Regions from separate parts of the Gossypium hirsutum genome. Here region 2 is linked to region 1. Evidence: chromatin contacts called from public Hi-C data. All regions are on one chromosome and are shown on one strand. Each heading gives the region's core, a stretch centred on a gene start, on an enhancer-like site or on the middle of the called end of the contact. The rest is flanking DNA. Distances are from core to core; before and after follow the strand shown. Region 1 holds the start of LOC107962752 (polyprotein of EF-Ts, chloroplastic). Region 2 holds the start of LOC107962745 (casein kinase 1-like protein 3).

Region 1 (6,051 bases), core at 2,859-5,358:
GAATACATAATGTCTCAAAAATATAAATATCATAAATGCCTCAACACAGACATCCCCATCAATCAAAATTGAATGTTGTATTTGACTTGGCATAATATTTTATTAAAAGTGTTTTGACTTTGGGGTTCTTATATATCAAGTGGTTATCTCATATCATTTAAGTATATATTCATATTGAAAAGTACAGACAAACAACACAATTTTACAGCTTTAAAGTTTCCATTTTGGATTAGAGCCTAACTCAAAGTTTATAAGATGCATTTAATATGTAGAAAATTGTCAAAATGAAAGTATAAACCTGTAGTCACATTTTCCTTGGACATAGAGCCATTTGAATCAGTAACCTCGTCGTTCTTTTGAGGTGCAGAGTCTGCTTCTTCAACTTCAGAAGTAGAAGGAATTTCATCCTTAGAAACTGGTGTCTCTATTTGCACTTCATCCTTGGTATCCTCGGGTTGATTTTCTACTTCTTCAACTGCTTCACTTCCTGAAGACTTAATCTGATCATCAGCTGATTCTTGAGGTGGATCAGGACCTGCCTCGTTTTCCACTGTATCTGCGCAAAATCAGCAAAAAGAAATAGTAATACATAGATGTAAAACAAAATGAACTAAGAAAACATATCCTCAATTACTCTTTAACTCTTTGTTTCCCACATAGAACCATTGCTTAGTTAGAAACGACAACTTTATGACATGACACAAGTCATCTATTGCATTAAAAACTTACTCCTCAAACATTGACAAAAGAAAGAAGGAAATGAACTAATGAAGTTGATATGTGTCAACTCTAAAGCGGCTCAAGAAAAAAAAAAGTACATTATAAAAGGTTATTTTTCACTCAGCAACTATTCATTTAATAGAGAACTTCTGAGTTGTATCCCTTTTAGAAAAGAAACAGTCTAAAAATAGACTTTTTGCCCTCATTAATATTGCAGAAATCAGACAGTAATTACATGTCTGTTTGTTCTGTGTATGTACGCAAAACCACAGATACTTCGTTTGCAATTATCATTTTGTGCAGAATAACGAAAATAGGATATGAATTTCTCACAGAATAGGATTGCTAGCAGTGTAATGGTTATCTACCTTCGGCATCTTTGGGATCAGTAACATCTGGTTGTACAACTGAACTGGCAACATTGCCATTTTCATCCGGAACAGCTCCAATTTCTTCTTCTTGAACAGATGAAGCAGAGGGAGTTTTAGCCTCAGCTAGAGGTGTTTCTACCTGCTCTTCGGGAATACTTCCGATTTGTTCCTCCTGAACTGATGCAGCAACCGATGTTTCATCCTCAGCTAGGGGAGCTTCCTCTTGTACTACATCTTTTTGTGTAGACTCTTCATCAACTGAATTTTCGGAAGTCACTTGGTCAACTACTTCTCCAGATGATCCAGCTATTTGATCACTTTCCACCACATCCGCCAAAGGAACTTGTCCACTACGTTCAGGAGACAACGCTTCAAAACTGTCATCTATTTCCTTCTCTGCAGTTTCCTCATCCTTGTTCACAATCTCAGCTATTGTATCTGTTTCCTGTACCACTGTTTCATCCACTTCAGTAGAGACAGTGGTTGTCTCCACATTAGCTGCCGGTTGAACCTCTACTTTCTCTGCCTTTTCTCTCTGATCCAAAAATGCAGCAATCTCCTTATTCTTACGGAAAGCCAGCATAAAGGGATTTGTTGCAGTGTACACCACACCTTGGCTAAGCTGTGAGTCCAATTTGTCATCATCCTCTTCTTTCTTCATTGTCAAGGTTACCTGTCCCCTTGTGATGCGCAGCACACGAACTTTGACTTCTTGGCCAATTTGCAGTGATGAGTTCCCCATCATGCTCATAAGTCCGTCATCAGCTTCTTCTGATTGGGGCAAGAATCCTTCTTCCCCCTCGGGGAGAGATATGAAAGCACCAGACCTAGTTAAATTCTTTACCGTGCCATCTAGTTCTTGTCCCTTGACGAATTTTGAGCTTTTGAAATCTTTTTTTGAGCTGGACTTTGAAGCATTCTTCCTGGAAGGCCTTGCCTTATCAGTACTGGCAGGACCATCTTTCCGTGGCTGGCGCTTACTAGCATCATCATTTTCACGCATGGAAAGAGATATCCTCCCATTCTCAGTGTTTACTTCAACTAACCTCACCTGCACCTCTTGTCCAACAGAAACAACACTTGCAACATCCTTAACAAAGCTGTTGCTCAACCTGGAAACATGCACCAGTCCATCTGTGAAAGCTCCAAAATCAACAAAAGCACCAAATGGTTGGATTGATCGTACTTTCCCAGTAAACATTGCACCAGGAATAAGCTCCTCATTCTTTACAGGTGGCATCTCACTTTTCCTAACAGGTCTTGCTCGTTTTGATTGAGTTGGAGGAGTAGAATCTGGTTGGCTAGTCGAATCTTCACTTGTTTCAACGGCATCTGAAGGTATTTCGGATCCTCCACTGGAAACTTTTGTCACAGAAGAATCAGATTCCTCCACCGCCACATCAGTCCCTGCGGTTGATAAACAAATTCCCAGTTTTCCATGTAAGGCATACCCTGTTCCGTATTTTCGAAATGAAGTAACAGAGGTTGATAGAGGTAGGATGAATCTCTGAGAGGGTAAAGCATATCTCGTGTGTTTCCTTGATGAACTGCATCTTGTCAAACTAGTGTTCTTCCTTACTGTACAGGCAGCTCCAGGGATGAATGTAATGTTGCTAACAGAATATGGGATCACAGGAGTCATGCTGACTTGATTGAACAGTGAAAATTACAGTCTACACTAAAATAGATTTTTCATCTGTATCTTCACCTACAAGAACATGAATGATATACTCAAAAACATAAATTTCCCAAGTTTGCAAGAAGGCATGAGATGTCCTAGAAACAGTCATACTCAAACCAATTTCACTAACATCGTCTATAAATACAGAAAGAAACTGTAATTTAGTTCACCAAGCAGATATTTCAATCCCAGGCATTATTCCGGTGATTTTAAGTTTTTCATGCAAATCTAATTTTCATGTTCAACTAAGGGCGTTATACTAGAGGCATACTTGGTTGTACCTGTTTATTAGCTATTTTCCATATATTCATTCCTGAAATTAAAGACTGATTTAGATAATAATCTACCTTGTTTGTCATAGATATTTCACAAAGCATTAGGACTTGGGGAGTTCATATTCCAAATTCTCAAATAGGCATGTTTTGTGCCTATTTGGCCTATGTTAAAAATTCAGAGCCGCAACACACAGATAACTCTTTCATATAAAAGTTCTAGCAACTGGGAAAAATCTGTACCTTCAGATAAAAACGTCAACTACAAACAGAAAAGAGATTTAACAATTTTTCCTTCTTTTCCTTCTAAAGGGGAAAGAAATAATATCCAAACTATAACATTGTGCATTTGAATAAGATTCTATGAAGTAGCAGCACCTATCAATAAGCAATTCTTATAAAGTTCATTATGAACCAATAAAACACTTGGATGAAAACTAACCGTAATTCTAGCTTAATATAATAGATGAGTTCCGTATTAAAATTTCATTTCTTCACTGTTTTTATTCTTTATTATGTTTTAAATAAATGGATTGTCTAATACACATTATTGTCACCGTTATACGTAATAGAATTTTTCACTCACAAAATAAAAGCCAACATTTCCCTCCCAATTAACTAAACAAGCAAAGCAGATTCATTACCAAAACACCATAAAAATCCATACGTCACATAACTCTGGCTAAAGAGAACCAAAACTGGGAAAATTAACAACAACCCAATATCAGTAAGTGGCAGAAAAACAAAAAGTTAACTTCAAAAACAATGACCCGTTAGCTTATGACCAAGTAAAAACTATACCTATTTGAGAGATAAAGCTTACTATCAGAGAAAAACCCAAGGTGTTGTTTGGTGATAGAGGCTATTCATCATATGAAGAAGAACGAAAGGTGGGGCTTTAAATCCTTATCTTAGGCTTTCTTCATGGATATATAAAATTAAATAAAAAATTGAAATGAAATAAATACGATGAAGAATTTGGGCTCATCTTGGCTCTTGCATATGAGTTTTTTTCTCAGCCTTTAGTTTTTGATTGGTTAAGGTGGACTTGCGTTGGTTTGGACCAAAGACTAAACCCATAGCTTTGGTATTAGATACCGAATTGGTTTGGACCTCAAATTTCATTCATTTATTTTTCACTTAGAAAAATTGGACCTATGACCCTTTTTAATGGGTTCTCAGAAAACAAAATAATCACTGTCTGGTGAGAATAAGAGAGTAAATACCATCTTTTACCTTCAACGGATTGGTAAAAAATAAAATTGTGTTAGCTAATACCAATATTGAATTTGATTCTATCCATCCAACTATTAAATAAGAGTCTAATGAACTTCTATACATTTAAATTCATAATCTTTTGCACTAATAACAATGTCTACACCAATCACACTAAGACTTCATTAACAATTTTACTTCTATCCTTTATAAATAAATAAAAATGACAAAATTAACACATTCAGTTTTATCATATGGAGTTGAATTGGATTTAAATATAACCAATTGAGTAGTGTGATTTATTAGTATAGTGTAAAATTTTTAAGGTATAATGATTTTTTCTCTCCGATTTTATAAAAAAAAGTTATTTTAGTTCTTTATTTAATTTTTTGCATATTTTAATCCTTAGATTTGTATATTTGTCAGATCATCTTGAAATGGATAAAAAAATTAACATTTGTTAATTTTATTAACGTGGCATATACGTTGATTGCCACGTAGATGACACGTACGTATTTAATTAATTTTTTTAAAATTTAATTTTTTAAAATATTTTTATAATGCTTATATATTTTTTAATAGTTTTAATTACTTTAATTTTTAAAAATAATTTTTAATTTTTTTTGAATTTTTAAATTTTAAAAAATTAATTAAATATTTACATGCTATCCACTTTATGAAATGTCAATAAAGTTAAAAAAAACATTAACTATTCTATTCATCTTGGGGTGATTTGATAAAAAAAATGTAAGCTTAAAAACTAAAAGAGATGAAAAATTAAATAGAGAGTTAAAATAATTTTTTTTATAAAATTAGAGGGTGAAATAAATTATTTATATAATAATAAAATTATATAACTTTGAATATAAAAATGCTTCCCATTTTATGACCTAGAGAAATTAAAGAGACTGTGTGCCCCTTCTCAAATGGCTCAATCCATTCATGGCGACATATAGTTCAAACAAGCTTCAATGCTCAACAAGCTTATATAAAAATTAAAAGCATGGTATTTAGTTCTGCACCGATTTTGGGTGTATAAGTTAGTGTACATCATTCCAATATTAATGTACAACAAGTGATATTCTTTTTTATATTGATAAAAATTTTGGTCAGTATCAGTGGCGTTAACTTGTTTTGGTTAATTTTAGTTACACAAATTGAAACATAAAGCATCAAACAATGTGTGAATAATAAAAAAAATATAATTTTTTTACTATTTATTATTATGTTAAATATTTCTTTTTAACACATTTTTTAAATTTAAAATATAAAAACTAAAATATAATAAAAAAAAATCCACTCATCCTGTTATCAAATAAAAAATTAATAAGAAAAAATCTCCACCTATCTCTCAGTTTCTTTTTTCTTATTAATTTTGGTTTTATTAAAAGATGTATTTTTGTTTGTAAAATTTATTAATGAATATTTTATATTTAAAATTTATTTAATAATTTTAAATAATTTTATATTATTTTTTAAACATATAAAAAAACCCAAATCAATACACTAAACTAAAACTAATATCTAACAAAAAAAATGATTTGACAAAACAATCAATGCATAAATTGAATCTGAAGCATCGCATTTTTCTACGGGCATCTCAAATAGTCTGCCATATGCCACTTTAGAGCCTGTTCTACACACACACGCAGACAAAATGGGCTCAATCCATTTAGTGCCACAAACAACCCAATAGAGCTTCAGCGCTCATCAAAAGCCTCCGCCTTTGATCAGCCCTGAATGATAGAGCCCAAAAATAAATCTTAAAGCTGCTGCCTGCTGCCACGTGACA
Region 2 (5,992 bases), core at 2,835-5,334, 150 kb after region 1:
TTATTTTAGAAATTTAAATGAGTCTAGTTTCAAGTAAAATTAACGGAACTTAATTTGGAGCTTCGTAGCTCCAGATATAAATAATTTAGTGACTGTTACTCAGGAAGACAGCTTGTTGTGAACTTAAGAATATGTTGTAAACATTGATAAAACATGTTAATGAGTTGCTTGTTATTTTCATATGAACTTACTAAGCGTAAAGCTTACCCCCCTTTCTTTCCCATGTTCCCTAGGGTTGCCAGGTTAGCTCGGGTTGGAGACTGTCAGAGATTTATCACACTGTCGAGTTAACACTATCGGCGTAAGTAAATACTAGTGTTTCGAGTCTATGGCATGTATAGGGTTTTAATGTTGAGTATGTGATATTATGATTCAACCAAAGGCATTGCCTTGTTATTAAGGTAGTATGTAGTCATGTAAATTGGCCTATGTCGGCTAATGACGTTATGGGCCTATATGATTATTCTTATGCATGTATGTTATTATCTCTTGTGATGTGGCTTACAACATGTATGCCTATAGATTGAATTGAGATTCATTGATGAGTTAGTAACTAATGCAAGATTAAGTGATGGGTAAATAGTTAATAATGTCTCATGAATGGTTTGTGGATATGATTATGCATGCCTAGTGATAGACATGAGGTTTGTGACGTAATGATAGTTATGACAAGTATGTGGTAATGATGTGAGTAAATTCTACGATATTTATTGCAAAAGAAATTAACATGAGCATAACATGTATGTATATGTTTAAGAACTCATTATGCCATGTTGTATGTTATTGAATAAGTATGTGTGTATATGTTGAGAGGGTGACAAATGGCTTGGAAAATAGCCTTGTAATTGTTCACACGGGTAGACACACGGACGTGTGTCTAGACCTGTGTGTGACACATGGTCTGTCCCCATGGGCATGTGTCATGGCCGTGTTTTAAAGTCAGTGTTGCACACGAGCTAAGGGCACGGGCGTGTCCCAAGCCACAGGGCGTGTGTGACTACACGATCTATACCCACACGGGCGTGTGGAGTTTTAAAGCATAAAATTTTTCAAGTTTTTCTTAAGTTCTTAGTTTAGTCCCGAACCGCCTCTAATGCATGTTTTGGGCCTCGTGAGCCTGTTTAAGGGACAAAATGTATGTGATATGAAAAGTTTTAAATTGATCAAAATTTTACATCCCGGTTTTATATAGTTGGTTAAGTTTAAGTCCGGTAACACCTCAAACCCTGTCCCGGCGTTGGATATGGGTGAAGGGTGTTACAGGAAAAGAATGCGATTATGTAGGGCATTGTAGTCAATGTTACGCCCTAGAAGTTTGACGATGACCGTCAATTCCATTTCTTTAAAAAAGAATCCTTGAGACGATCCGAAAATTCAATAGCAGGAATCCCATCAATGATAGACGTATTAACGTCTCCTTCAAGTAACTCGAAATCGTTATCATTCCCTATAGAAGGCACAACACTAACTGAATTAGAGACTACATCGTGTCCCCCTAGTAATTTATCTTTCCACGACATAGTCAGTTGTTGTTCGAGATCCACAGCCATAAAAGAATCTTCATCAACAACAGTCTCTTTAAACCTTACTTTTTTAGTGTTACGATCACCGTCGGGGTGAGAGTCACCCTCCCCATTGTTGCTGAAAATTTGTGAATTTAGCATATTTTATTTCTTCAATTGGTAAAATATTAATTTCAAAATCATGAGACAATATTTTGTGCATTTATTATTATATCATTTTAGCCTTTTTATATTAATGATTCAAAATTGTTTGAGGTCAGTTTTTTCGAAAAATGGTTCTAGATTATAAAATTGATGCTTCAAGTTATCTATGATACAGAAAACAGGTTAGAGAGTATCGGAATTGGTTTTTCGAAGTACTCTCTGATGCTTAGTCGGTAAAATTTAAAGAAAAAAAAATTAAAATCAGTGTAAAATTTGAGAGTCATCATAATTGGTGAATGTTGCAGTGTTAGATATTTATTAGTTTTGTAACGTCTGCCCGGAGCTGCCCAAGCTTATACTTAGATCTAATTGCTCTTCTCAATTGGTGAGTTTACTTTTCCTTGTATTTCCAGGGTCGTTAGATTTTTGCTCAACGGCTTGAGTTGACAGAAGCTGAAGAAAGTTCGTTGTATTTGGCAAAAATTAGTGCATTTGGGCTACAAATAAACATAAATTGGGCCAAACAAATAAAAAATAATATAGTAACCCAAAACATTATATAAAACCCTTTTAGGGGGGGGGGGGTTAATTGATTTAACTACTTATTTCCGGTTTTTTTAATGCTTACGAGCTATTCAATGAAAATCTAATTTAATGGTAGTTGTTGTCGTGTTGGACAAACCGATTTCAATTGGTATGTAGTGTTTTATAATTGGTACAAATAATTTCTATATTTTATAATATATATTTAAAATTTTATCTATATATTTTAATATGATTCGTACTAAATCAAAGAATACATGTAGTAAATTTCACTTGGAAAAAAAATCAGAAAAATGAATATTTGAAAAGGATAGAAATTTAAAATAAATAAAAGATATAAATTTTTATTTCTATCTTTTTTTGATAAAGTTGAAAAAATAAAAAAACATAATATTTAAAAAATGTTTACAACTTTTTTACTTTTTTTTCTTTCACTTTTCTACCCAAACAAATACAGTTCAAGAGGTAAATGGGCTTATATCTAAAAAATATATTAGAAAAGGCCCAATCATCACCCAAAACACAAAACACCATAAACCCTAACAACCCTAGTAAAGGCTCCGACGTTTGCTTCCAATGCAATACATTTAATCTTTTTTTTTATCTCTAGCGTGTCTATTCTCAGTCTCAACCTTTTTTTTTTAATGCTATCAGTAGATAAACGCCTTGTGTATCCAAATGGGCCCTACGTCACGGCTATCGTCGAAAGTAGAGAGGGAGCAAAATTCAGGTGATTATTTCTGCATCTGACATGATTGAAAGTCAAGCCTCTCAAAGAGGTCATCTAAAACGTGAAACTCAGAAAGAGACATCGGATTCGTCATGGCATTGAGAGAGCATCAACGAAGCAAGGGTCAAGGTCAGAACATCACCCTCTAGACATCGACCATGACAGCCACCCGGGCAGAGCCTGATGCAATGGCACTAATGACAATCAAAGCTTGGGACTAGTGGAAGGCTGGAGAAATGCCGACTTCTAACCATGAACGAGCGGGGCTTCACTATGCAAGAGGGATACATAAAAAGAAACGAAAAGAAAGGCAAAAAAATGGAGTCATCCAAGACAGAGCTTCATTGGCCGTCAAAGATGATGAATAGGAGAGCCAAGACAACCCCTGGAGAAATAGGACATTACCTTCCGCCGGCGACCAAAGGCAAGTCATGAGACAAAAAGCCGAAACCAACGGTTCAAGTAAGAGCCATGGCTCGCAGCAAAAGGACTGAAATGTCATTGGCCCGGAAGCCTGACGGCCCATTCCTTGTCAACAAAACAAAAGCAAAGGAAAAAAAACATGGAAAAAAGAAGCGGGAAGAAGGGAGAGAGAAGGTGAAAGTTAGGCAAAAGAGGTCGACGGTTGACCCTAAGACTGCCGCTTGGCACCGGCGACATAAGGCCTCCTTTAGGAATGTAAAACGAGAGAGAAAAGTGTAAGGACCTGAAGAGAGAAAAAAGAGAATCCTTAAAGCTCAAGATGATTTTAGAATCATAGAAAGACTAGAATAATACTATATTAATAGTTTAAGAAGTTATTTAGAATATTTAAAATTTAATAGAAAATAGAACAAGTCCATCATACCTTAAACTCTGTTTTCCTTTAAACAACCATATTTTTTTCATAAAAATTGAAACTGTGAAAATTCAAAGGATACTTAAGAGGAAAGCTGGTGGTGTACGGTACCGGCTGTGTCGTTACTCGTTTGTATTGATGTTGATGGACTCCAAGATTTAGCCGTCAACATTATTTTTATTCCCTAACTAGGCCCAAAATAATTGGTAGCAGACCCATTAATTTACCGTAATACCCTTACAAGGCCGACCAAATCCCAATCATATCCGCCTATAATCACAAAACCCTAAATTACCTACCTACCCCCTTATTTATTTGTTGGTTTGTTTTAAAATCCCATCACTCTATTCAACAGGTCAACGTGCTTCCTTCCCACCTATCCTAAATCCCCAAATTACCCTTTTAAAATATTTGTAAAATTTCTGTTTATCCGTTCTTCATCGTTCTCAAAATCCACGCAGTTCCTTTCTGTTGTTTGTTGTGAGGTTGCTCCTGTTTGTGGTTTCGGTTTTTCACAAGAGAAACATAAAAGAAAAAAGAAACCATAAAAAAGTTTTTCTCAAAATCCTTCTAAGCTCTTGTTCTGGCTTTAATGATCTGAATCTCGTTGATCGGACTCGTCGTCGATCTAATTGAAGCATGGAACGAATAATCGGTGGCAAATTCAAGCTCGGCCGTAAGATCGGCAGTGGATCCTTCGGTGAAATTTATCTCGGTTCGTCTTATCCTCTATTTTTACTCCTTTTTTTCATAATTTTTTATGTATACGTTAAAAAGTGATTTTTTTATGATTTTGATTTCGTTTCGGCAGCTACGCATATCGATACTTTTGAGATCGTGGCTGTTAAGATCGTAAGTGTCTTTTTATTTGTTTTAGGTTCATGGATATTGATCTGGTTGACGTTTATGCTTCTTAGTGTAGATATGTGAGATAGAATTGAAAATCGCCTGTTTTAAATTTTTAAAATTATATTATTAATTTCAATTTGGCTCTTACAGGAGAACAGTAGAACAAAGCATCCGCAGCTGCTGTACGAAGCCAAATTGTACAATATTCTTCAAGGAGGAAGTAAATGCCTTACTACAACTTCAATGAATTCATTTATTTAATTTATGAAATTTTAAACAACTGTGAAATACTGAGTCGCTTTGTTTCTAATTTACGTATAGGTGGAATTCCAAGCATAAAATGGTCAGGTGTTGATGGGGAAGAAAATGTACTTGTTCTCGATTTGCTTGGACCGAGTCTAGAAGATCTTTTTGTGTACTGTGGCAGGAAGTTTTCGCTGAAAACTGTCTTAATGTTGGCTGATCAAATGGTGAACTAAAATCCGTGACATTTTGTTTTTTATTTTATCTTTTTGGATTGATTATATAAATTGTTACTTTCGTTGAATGTTTTTAGATTACAAGAATTGAGTATGTTCACTCAAAGGGATTTCTCCATAGAGATATAAAGCCTGATAACTTCCTCATGGGACTTGGTCGCAAAGCAAATCAAGTTTATATAATTGATTTTGGGCTTGCTAAAAGATACCGAGACTCCATAACTAATCGCCACATTCCTTATAGGTAGTTTTCTTGTTTAGTTTGTTATTTCTTACCTTTTTGATTCTTTGGATTGCTAGATGCATTCTGTGCCAGTTATGTAATATGTCAATAATGAATTGCTGTTACTGACATAAAAGAATTTTTCTTCCCACAGAGAAAACAAGAATTTAACGGGAACTGCACGTTATGCAAGTTGCAACACACATCTTGGAATAGGTAATTTTTTTCGGTCAGTTATAAGATGAACAAAGCATTTTTTTCATTTACTTAGATATTAACTTGTAATATTTCTGTTGTAGAGCAAAGCCGGCGGGATGATTTGGAGTCACTTGGATACGTACTTTTATATTTTCTTAGAGGAAGGTAGGTGACCTATTTTCAGTGATTTTATGAATTGGTTTATTTTCTGTATATTAAACCTACCAAAATGTTTCATGATATAGCCTTCCATGGCAAGGTTTGAAAGCTGCAACAAAGAAGCAGAAATATGATAAAATATGTGAGAAGAAGGTGTCCACTCCTATTGAGGTGTGTTTGCATTTATATATCTTTTAGTTCTATATTGTGGTTCAAGTATTATTTGATTAACATGGCTTCTCTTTCCTCTGACTCCTGTTGATCAAGGTTCTATGTAAGTCTCATCCCGTGGAGTTTGCATCATAC

Evidence for each region. A called contact is a pair of places that touch in the nucleus more often than the background predicts.
Region 2: a contact with region 1 is called in a Hi-C map of leaf, with 2.7 times the contacts expected there. The contact joins the promoter of LOC107962745 here to the promoter of LOC107962752 in region 1. A contact is called at or near these places in 17 of 34 Hi-C or Micro-C datasets (anther, callus, fibers and 4 more).

Annotation. Positions count from the first base shown.
Region 1 is chrA06:15,786,026-15,792,076 of Gossypium_hirsutum_v2.1, forward strand. LOC107962752 (polyprotein of EF-Ts, chloroplastic) reads right to left here and starts at 4,109. Exons shown (of 5, transcript XM_016899245.2): 1 at 3,846-4,109; 2 at 1,089-2,799; 3 at 299-556. The coding sequence starts at 2,733.
Region 2 is chrA06:15,934,328-15,940,319 of Gossypium_hirsutum_v2.1, forward strand. It overlaps LOC107962745 (casein kinase 1-like protein 3), which reads left to right and starts at 4,085. Exons shown (of 14, transcript XM_016899237.2): 1 at 4,085-4,493; 2 at 4,590-4,630; 3 at 4,778-4,847; 4 at 4,949-5,097; 5 at 5,184-5,350; 6 at 5,484-5,545; 7 at 5,629-5,692; 8 at 5,773-5,857; 9 at 5,954-5,992. The coding sequence starts at 4,418.